Regions from separate parts of the Callithrix jacchus genome. Here region 1 is linked to region 2. A link is a contact called in public Hi-C data. All regions are on one chromosome and are shown on one strand. Each heading gives the region's core, a stretch centred on a gene start, on an enhancer-like site or on the middle of the called end of the contact. The rest is flanking DNA. Distances are from core to core; before and after follow the strand shown.

The links. Hi-C and Micro-C count contacts between places; a contact is called where the count stands out from the background.
Region 1: a contact with region 2 is called in a Hi-C map of skeletal muscle, with 15 times the contacts expected there. The contact joins two enhancer-like sites. A contact is called at or near these places in 3 of 3 Hi-C or Micro-C datasets (induced pluripotent stem cells and skeletal muscle).

The regions. Positions count from the first base shown.
Region 1 is chr12:84,058,963-84,063,670 of calJac240_pri, reverse strand. PCGF5 (polycomb group ring finger 5) reads right to left here. Exons shown (of 10, transcript XM_078346006.1): 5 at 2,604-2,659; 6 at 2,439-2,495. All of the region lies in intron 3 of LOC144578706, which reads left to right. Among named protein-coding and RNA genes, the nearest start is that of PCGF5, 82 kb to the right of the region's middle. Within about 2 kb of position 3,185, at least 1 of the 16 cell types and tissues checked has an H3K27ac peak or open chromatin away from gene starts, as enhancers often do. A contact at or near this core is called in skeletal muscle, where this site is marked.
Region 2 is chr12:83,681,773-83,686,449 of calJac240_pri, reverse strand. RPP30 (ribonuclease P/MRP subunit p30) reads right to left here. Exons shown (of 11, transcript XM_002756390.7): 11 at 4,459-4,677. Among named protein-coding and RNA genes, the nearest start is that of ANKRD1, 14 kb to the left of the region's middle. Within about 2 kb of position 1,474, at least 1 of the 16 cell types and tissues checked has an H3K27ac peak or open chromatin away from gene starts, as enhancers often do. A contact at or near this core is called in skeletal muscle, where this site is marked.

The DNA of each region.
Region 1 (4,708 bases), core at 1,936-4,435, 380 kb before region 2:
CAACTTAAAAAAATATCCTAACAGCTTTTTAAGAAGAACGTAGTATCTTTAAAATGTTCCAACCAACTCAACAATGGAATTTTTTTTTTTAATTGGAGACTTATTAACTTAGTTTAAGATTTCTAGGCTCACTATGGCATCCAAATGGAAGATTCAGGACTAGCTGTATTTAGCCAAAAAAATGATTACAATTAGTGATTAGACTACGTTAGAAAATGAACAGGATATAAAAAAATACTTCCAAATTATTTATATGTGTATATATAAATTATACTCGTTTATATACATAAGTATATGTTCAAATTCAAATGCTTCAAATTATAAAATTAAGTTCTCAAAATTTCAAATTACAAGATATAAAATCAGCTAGTGAAAAAAACGAGTATAATGATTTAGCTTTGTAACACATATATAGCTATTAATATATGTTACAACTCAAAGAAATCTGAATGGCATACTTTGTATTATATACAAATGTATTTCACCTATTACCTGTACCCTATAAATATTGCAGCTATATTTATCATGCATCTGTTGAGTAGCTTTAACTTTACGTTGGATACCCGTCATACAAGACCTGAGGGAACAATACTGAACCTACAGCCATCATCCTCACTCTCACAGTGGTCAGGATATGGGATGAAATAAAGGTAAATAAAAAAGACAAAAACAAAAAAGAAACCAGACAAAGATAGGATGGGAGAAGTAAAACGGACTATGCAGGCACATATAAAAGAGAGAGTAAACCCAAACTTTGGGAGTGAAGCAGAGGTTCAGGGATGATTTCCAGATGAAATACCTCTAAGATAAAACCTGAAAAAGTTAGCCAGCCAAACATTACATTGTAGAAAAGCCTCCCTGCAAAGTGACACACTAAATCCCCTTGGATACCTATAGTAAAAGCATTACAGGTGTACCATAAAGCAGGAAGGTGCGTTTTTTTTTCTACATGTTTTCTTCTGCTTCTTTATAGAGAATGCACATATACAGGAGTTGCCTTCTATGAATCAAACTCCCAGCTCCAACAAAAGATCCAAATTCTCCACCCAAGCTAAAGACCAAATACCATAAATACTTTTAAAAGGGAGAAGCAATAGGAAAAGGGAGATAAAATTCACAAAGTAGGCTACAGCCCTTCACAAGTCAATCTGTGATATGTAGAATAATAGAGTAAACCTACCACATAATTTCTGAGGACAATCTCCCAGGCTCCTGTCCTCTTGAACAGATAGTCAAAAACTGGAATATTTAATTAGCCTTATCTTATCTGTATTTTTATTACAGCACTACTACAATTGCTTATCGTTGTCTAATTGCAGTGTATATTTGGGTAAAACAAGTCCTATTTTAGTCATTTTTTTGGTCAGGCTTAGCTTCTTTGCCTTTTTTTTTGTTATAGATTAAAAATAGTCTCTTGCTACCTTACTGTAGTCATCAAAACTATTCTCAAACTTCCCCTTCTCTAAGAAAACAGCTTTGCACAGTTAAGTGGAACTAATAAAATGATAATCTCCATTTTACAGATTAAAAGAGAGAGATGGCATTTTCTCATTTACCTTCATCATGTATAATTGGCAATCCTATGATCTTACGGGAAAACCAAGATTGGGAGGCTGAACTCACAAGTGACCCCATAAGAACACACACACAGTCCTGAATAACTTTAAATGATATTTAGGACATCTCAAATTAAATATCATATTTTAAAAAATGGGAATGGTACTACTTTCTTATAATTTCATATATCCCTTTGTGTGAATTTTACACACATATATGTAATGCTAAAAGCCTTTTATCTGCTCAGTAATGTTTGCCCCTTTGCTGCAATTATTAAAAATTACTAATTGCTGAGTCTCTTGGAACCTAGAGGAGAAATTTGGACATGCAGCATAGGTGATGGGGAAAATTCCCATAAGCATCCAGAAATACTTTCTAAATTTCCATGACATATAGGTTTTTATCACCTGAGCTCTACTTAAAAAAACTTCATTCCAGAATATTAGAGCATAGTAAAATCTCCTGATCTGGGTCTCAGCCACATCTCAGTTCCCTCTCCTATAGAGACAAATGTACAAAAGAAATAAAACAAAAAACTCCTCACTGTTTAGTTGCAAGCTGTGGCTATTTCTCACTTCAGCTTCCTTTAGCTCCCTAGAAATTACTACTATAAACATCTAGCCAATTTTCTCTTTTATCTTTTCCCTTTTCTCTTCCCAAAGTCCAATTTCCTCTATTTTCAATTATCTTCTACTAAAGTGACTTCAGATTTACATTCATTTATAAAAAATCTCCTATAGAGAAAAAGGTTCATAATGTAAATAAAAGGAGCAGAAATTTTGTACAGGAAAAATGTGAGCCTGAAGAGAGCTATTAGTTCACCTAAGCTATGAAAAACTGACCAATTTAAGCTTTCAGAAACAGACATAAGAAAAAGTCACCTTGTCCATTTTCTTGAGGCTTATTTTTCTTCCAAAATTCAGATTCACGCTCAAGTTCTTCTAATTTAAATGAAAGAGAGTATAAAAAGAAAGTCATGAAATCTTTAATGGAAATGTTGATTTCATAAAACACAAAAGTCTGCAAGAACCCAAAGAGCCACTTACGTTCTCGGAGTCCAGGGACCAGCTTAAATATAATTTCCTCTAAAGTATTGTCCAACCTTGGAAAGGGGAGAGAAAGAATATACTAACAATGAAGACACCAAAATCTGACACGTAAATAGTCTGAGATGTAGATCTTACATGTATTACAAAATACAGAACATATACAATTTTAGCACATCTACTATACTACACTCTTCTGTCCAGGGAACACACCTATTTCCAGCCTTCCCCAGTAGTAGACTGATTACAAAAATGGTCCCAGTCCCCAGCTCTCTCTACATCCACACTCTTGAGCATGACTTTGAAATTCCTCCCTTGATTAAGGAGCGGAGTCTATCTCCCTGCCTTGGAAATATGGGCTGGCCTTAAAACTTGTTGAGGTCAGCAGAATGTGGCACAAGTGACTGTGCTTGGTTCTAAGTCTAAGCCTTAAGAGGCATCACATGCTTTTGTTTCTATTTCTCTCTCTTTCACAGAATCCTGCTAGCACGAGAACAAGGCTGGAGGATGAGAGACCATGTAGAAGAGACCAAGCTGCCCGGCTGAGGCCATTTTAGACTAGTTCACAAACAGCCCATCCCCCAAAATCAGCACAGCAGATTACCCAATGCACAGCAAACTGCATTTGCATGCGTGAGCCCAGCCAAGACCAGAAGAACCACCCAGCTAACCCAGGGAACCAGGAGGAATAGTAAATGCTTGCTTTTTCAAGCATCAGTTTAGGAGTTGCTGTTATGCAGCAAATAGCTGATACCCCCATTCTCAAAATTTCTACCACAGCTCTGGCTCTTTCCCATAAAGGAAACAATCTCCATTCCACTCTTCTGAGAAATGTAGACCACTTTATCTTTCTACCTTCTGAAATGAAAACTTCAAATATTTATCTTGACATTTTTCTTATTTTCTTTCCTGCTATATAATTTATCTTTTTCATGGCTTTTTGTCTCTAATCCCATTCTCTTGCCCCCACAGCACCCTCTTCCCACCCCATCTCCTTCATCCTGCTCAACAGCATTACTCTTCTACAAGACTACAAACACATAGAGGTTTCTTATATCTAAAAAAAGACCCAAAAACCTTTATTAACTCATTGTATTTTCAAACTATTATTCTGTTTCTCAATCTTTTCTTCTAACTGGAAAAAAATATGAAAGTAAAACCTACATTACTTCTGTCCCCTACTCTGTTTTGCTTCTTTTACTCTACTGAACTCTGCAAATCATCCATAACTTCCATACTGAATAGGTTTAAAAGTTTTAGAATTAAAATTTAAACTTAAAAATTCTTGTTTAAGTTTATATTTCTTCTATATTTCTCTGCAGCAGTTTGACAGTGTTGTCTGACACTGCCTGCCTCCCTGAAAATTTCCTTTGTTTTCATTTTTAAATTTTCCAAGTCTGTTCTTTCTTTGTTACTAAGTATTTTTCTTTTTCCCAGCTACTTTTAAATCTGATATTCTCCCTTGCTTTGTACTCTGCACTCCGACCTTTTCAAAGTTCTGTCTTCCTTGGGGATTTCATCTGCTTTGGTGGCTTCAAAACTAACATATAGACAGAGATCCATCCATGTATCTATCTACCTGCCTATATGTAACATCTCTCTGCTGAGTTCAAGTTCCATATTTCCAAAGGATGCTAAACATTTCAAGTACCTCCTTTTATTCATCTATGTCAAGATTGTCTCATCTATCCTTCTCCAATAAAATACTAAGTACCCCACCATTGTCTCACATTTTTAAATTAAATTTTTAAGTAATACCATAATTCTCCCAAATTGGCTCAAAATATGAGAAGGATCTTACCTTCTCTCTTTCCCTTCATTTACACATTTACTCACCAAACCACATCTGTCCCATCTATTCCTCCATCATTTCTTCCATTCCTTCAATTACCATCCTACTTTGAGCAGAGCAGAGACATCGTCATAATGAATCTTCCTAAAGTACTAATCTGATTGTGTTAGTTACCTCTCAAGAACTAATTTTTCCCTACTACCTGGCTTCATGTATTTACATAACTTCTGGTACTATTCACTCACTGTCTCTCTTTTCTAGCCAACTGGCTTATTTAATTATTTCAAGAACTCCCTGTCTTTTTCAATTCATT
Region 2 (4,677 bases), core at 225-2,724:
TAATCTTTTTGCTGGTGGAGGCTCTTCCCTCCATGTGGATGGCTGCTGACTGATAAGAGTGGTAGTTGATGAAGGTTGGAATGGCTGTGTCAATTTCTTAAAAGAGGACAAAAATGAAACTTACTGCATCAATTAACACTTTCTTTCATAAAAGATTTCTCTGTAACATCTGATGCTGTTTGATAGCATGTTACTATCAAAAGAACATCTTTCAAAATTGGAGTACATCCTCTGAAACCCTGCTACAGCTTTATTAAGTTGGTGTAATACTCAAAATCCTTTTTTGTCATTTCAACAATGTTTACAGCATCTTCCCTAGGAGTAGATTCCATATCAAGAAACCACTTTCTTTTTTCATCTTTAAGAAGCAACTCCTCAACTGTTCAAGTTTTATCACAAGATTGCAACAATTCAGTCACATGTTCAGGCTCCACTTCTAGTTTTCTTGCTATTTTTCACCACATCAGCAGTTACTTCCTCCACTGAAGTCAACTCCTCCAAGTCATCCATACAGATTGGAATCAACTTCTTCCAAATTCCAGTTAATGGTATTTTTACCTCCTCCAATGTCCCATGAATGTTCTTAATGGCACCTAGTATGGTGAATCCTTTCCAGAAGGTTTTGAATTTACTTTGCCTAGATTCATCAAAGGAATTGCTATCTATGGCATATAGCTTTATGAAATGTCTTTCTTAATAAGACTTGATTCAAAATGCTCCTTGATCCATGGGCTATAGAACGGATGTTGTGTAAGCAGGTATGAGAACAACATTCGTCTCCTTGTACCTCCTCATCAGATGCCCATCTCTTTCAGAACTCTTGGGTGACCACGTGCATTTTCAATGAGCAGTAATGTTGTGAAAGGAATCTCTTTTTTTTCCCTGAGCAGTAGGTTTCAATGCTGGGCTTAAAATATTCAATAAACCATGATATAAAAAGATGTGCTATCATCAGGGCTTTGTGGTCCAATTTATAGAGCACTAGGCAAAGTAGAGTTAGCATAATTCTTAACAACCCTAGGATATTCAGAATGGTCAATGAGCATTGGTTTCAACTTAAAATCACCAGCTAACAAGGAAGTCATCCTGTCCTTTGAAGCTTTGAAGCCAGGCATTGACTTCTCCTGTCTAGCTATCAAAGTCCTGCATGGCATCTTCCAATAGAAGGCTGTTTCATCTACCTTGAAAATCTGTTGCTTAGTGTAGCCATGTTCATCAGTTATCTTAGCTAGCTCTTCCAGCTCTTCTGGATAACTTGCTGCAGCTTCTCTATCAGCACTTGTGCTTCGCCCTGCATTTTTATGTTACAGAGATGGCTTATTTCCTCAAATCTCATGAACCAACCTCTGCTAGCTTCCAGCTGTTTTTCAGCAGCTTCCTCACCTCTCAACGTTCATAGCACTGAAGAGTTAGGACCTTGCTCTGGATTAGGCTTTGGCCTAAGGCATGTTGTAGCTGGTTTGGTCTTCTATCCAGACCACAAAAACTTTCTCCAGTCAGCAGTAGGGCTGCTTTGCTTTGTTATTATTTGTGTGTTCATTGGAATGGCCTTTACTTTCCTTCAAGAACTTGGCCTTTGCATTCACAACTTGAGTAAGAGGCATAGTTTTCAGCCTGTCTTGGCTTTCTACGTGCCTTCCTCAATAAGCTTAATCATTTCTAGCTTTTGATTGAGAGTGAGAGATGTGTGCCTCTTTTTTTCACTTGAACACTTTTTGCTGGTCCATGGTAGGGTTATTAATTGGCCTAATTTCAATATTGTTTTGTTTCAAGGAATAGGGAGGCCTGAAGAGAGGGAGGGAAATGGGGAAAGTTGGTCAGTGGAGGAGTCAGAACAAACAACAACATTCATGGATTAAGTTCGCTGTCCTATATGAGTCCAATTTGTGGCTGCCTAAAGCAGTTACAATAGTAAAATCAAAGGGCACAAACCACCAAAACATATATAACAATGACGAAAAAGTTTTTAATATTGTGAAAATTACCAAAATGTGACAAGAGAGACAGGAAACAGGCACATGATGTTGAAAAATTGCACCAATAGACTTGCTGTATACAGAGGTGCCACAAATCTCCAATTTGTAAAAAAATCCCATATTTGCAGAGCACAATAAATTGAAGCACAATAAAAGGAGTATGCTGTAGTTTTTTGAACAAGTGGTAGGCCAGGTCCTAAGACCTGTGATGAGAAAAAGAGGTTGTCCCTGGCACGCCCTCCTGGAATAGAGAAATATTAAATGAATAATGAGGAATAAATATATAGTCATGTGCCACAGAGTGATGTTTAGGTCAATAATGGACCACATATACAAGGGTGGTCCCATAAGATTAAAATGAAGCTGAAAAATTCCTATTGCTTAGTGACAGCCTAGCTGTTGTAACATCATAGTATAGTGCATTACCTTTTCTATGTTTGTTTAGATACATAAAACACTTACCATTGTGTTACAGTTGCCTAGAGTATTCAGTACAGTGACATGTTGTGCAGATTTGTAGCCTAGGAGCAACAGGCTGTACTGCTTATATAGCATAGGTGTGTAGTAGGCTGTATCATTTAGGTTTTTGTAAGTAACACTCTGTGATAATCACACAACAAATCCACCTATGATTCACCTTTCAGAATGTATCTCTGTCATTAAGTGAGGCATAAGTGCACAATGTCAGTCTGTAGTAAATATGACGAAGGAAGCAATACAGAGTGCTGTGTCTAAGATGAGGCGGTTTCTATAAAGACTTCTTTGAGGTGGTAACCTTTAGGGGTTATCTGAAAGATAAACAGGAGTTATTCAAGCATCAGGTGTTCCAAGTAGCAGGAACACGGCTCTATGGAATACAGCAAGGGTATGAGAAACGTTTGGCACTTGCAGAAATACATGAAAGCCCATGAAGTCTGATGTGAAACACTAGCACCAAGAGACCCACTTCGTATAGGATCATCTATGTTAACCTCTTTGATATGCTTCTAACCATTTGGGAGAGTGTATAGGCATAGTCCATAATCAGAAGGTCTCTAATCTGGTCATAGACACATACAGAGTTGTGAATATGGTTTGAAATATTTTTGTACCTTTTCCATCTAGTGCTTTACAATCCAGGGAGTGTACCTCCCACAGGCATTGGGGATTTCGTTGTTGTCTCTTTCACTCCCAATTCTCTTTGTCCACCCCTCTACCTTCCCCGCAGCATTCTGGCTTAAGTTTGTCAGACTCTTAAGGCTCAGGGTTCTTCAGTTTCTTCCAAGTGAAGCACCTATAACACGGACATTTCTCTTGCTAGTGCTGATGTCTCCTGTGGCATAAGCTCGATGTGTTACTGCCATGTGACCAACTTTTTTTTATGGTATCTGCCTCAAATCCACCTCCCCTAAAGAGCTGGGAGTGTACATGAGAGAAGAGAATAAAGAGTTAAAAAGTTTTGTGTTGCCATATATAAATATTTGCACTAATAGCTAGGTAGAGGGCATGAGAGACAATATGGAATAAATCCCATTAGAATAAGACCAACACTTAGTTATCTTAGTTATCTCTGCTAATGGAAAAGATAAACACGTTGGGGAAAATTTTTAAGTTTTTAATCACATAGCCATTTTTAAAAATAAGGTTCTCTTCTTGCCTTCCCACTGAGTCAAGTCTTTGCCCACAATCTTTCATTTTGTATTTGCTCTCCAGTGAAGGGCACATCCCATTGGCCAATGGAGAGTCCTAGAAGTTGTTTTTTGATCTTCTTTCCCTCACCCTTCTCTTTCAATCAACCACCAGGTCTTACCAATTACACTATGGAAGTAGTGCTGTGATCTCTCTGTATCTTCCATTCCTAGGTGCCTCTGCCCTAGTTGAGGTCACAGTTACTTATCTGGATCACTCGAACAGCCCTCCTAGGCTCCTGGTCTCCAGGCTTGCTTACCTCCAGCCTGTTTTTCAAGTTGCAGCCAGAGTGATTTCTCTAAAATGCAAAGCTGATCAACTCACTCTCCTCTTTCAACCCTTTAATGGCTTCGCATTTCCCTCAGGATGAAATAAAAACTCCTAAAAATGTCTTACAAAATCCTTAAAATCTGGCTGCTGTTAACTCTTTATTCCTATTTCTCATTACTTTCCTAGCCAAACTCTAAATTTCAACTCAACTAAATTTTCAGTTCCTTAAAAAATCCAGGCACTTGCTTTGCTGTTTTCACATACTGTGCCAGCTCCCTGGAAGTCTCTTCCCACTACAGCCCACTGTGCCCCCTCACATCACTTCTCCTTATTCCTCCCCTTTGGTCTAGCTGTATTTCCTCCAGGAAGCCATCCTGAGCCCTTAGATTTTGTTAGTTCCCCCAGGTGTCTTCCTGCTGTACTTTGCTTTTTCCCCATGTAATAACATCTGTCATACTGCCTTCCCTCTCCTCTTGAACACCCAGTACTCATTATGCCAGTACAGAAATGAATAACAAAGGGAGCAACACATTACCAATAATTCTGGTTTCATGACATTCTGATTATTTCTGCACAAATTATGTATGGGCTTTATAATACATGTGTATTTAGTTTTAAAACTTTTTCAATGAACAACTTCTTCTAAACCTCTTTATAGACAGTATTCTTTTGTTTCCATGTACAATGGATTATTTAATCCTGTTATTATTGGATATTTAGCTTGTTTCCATTTTCACATTATTTTAGATATTGTTACAGTGAA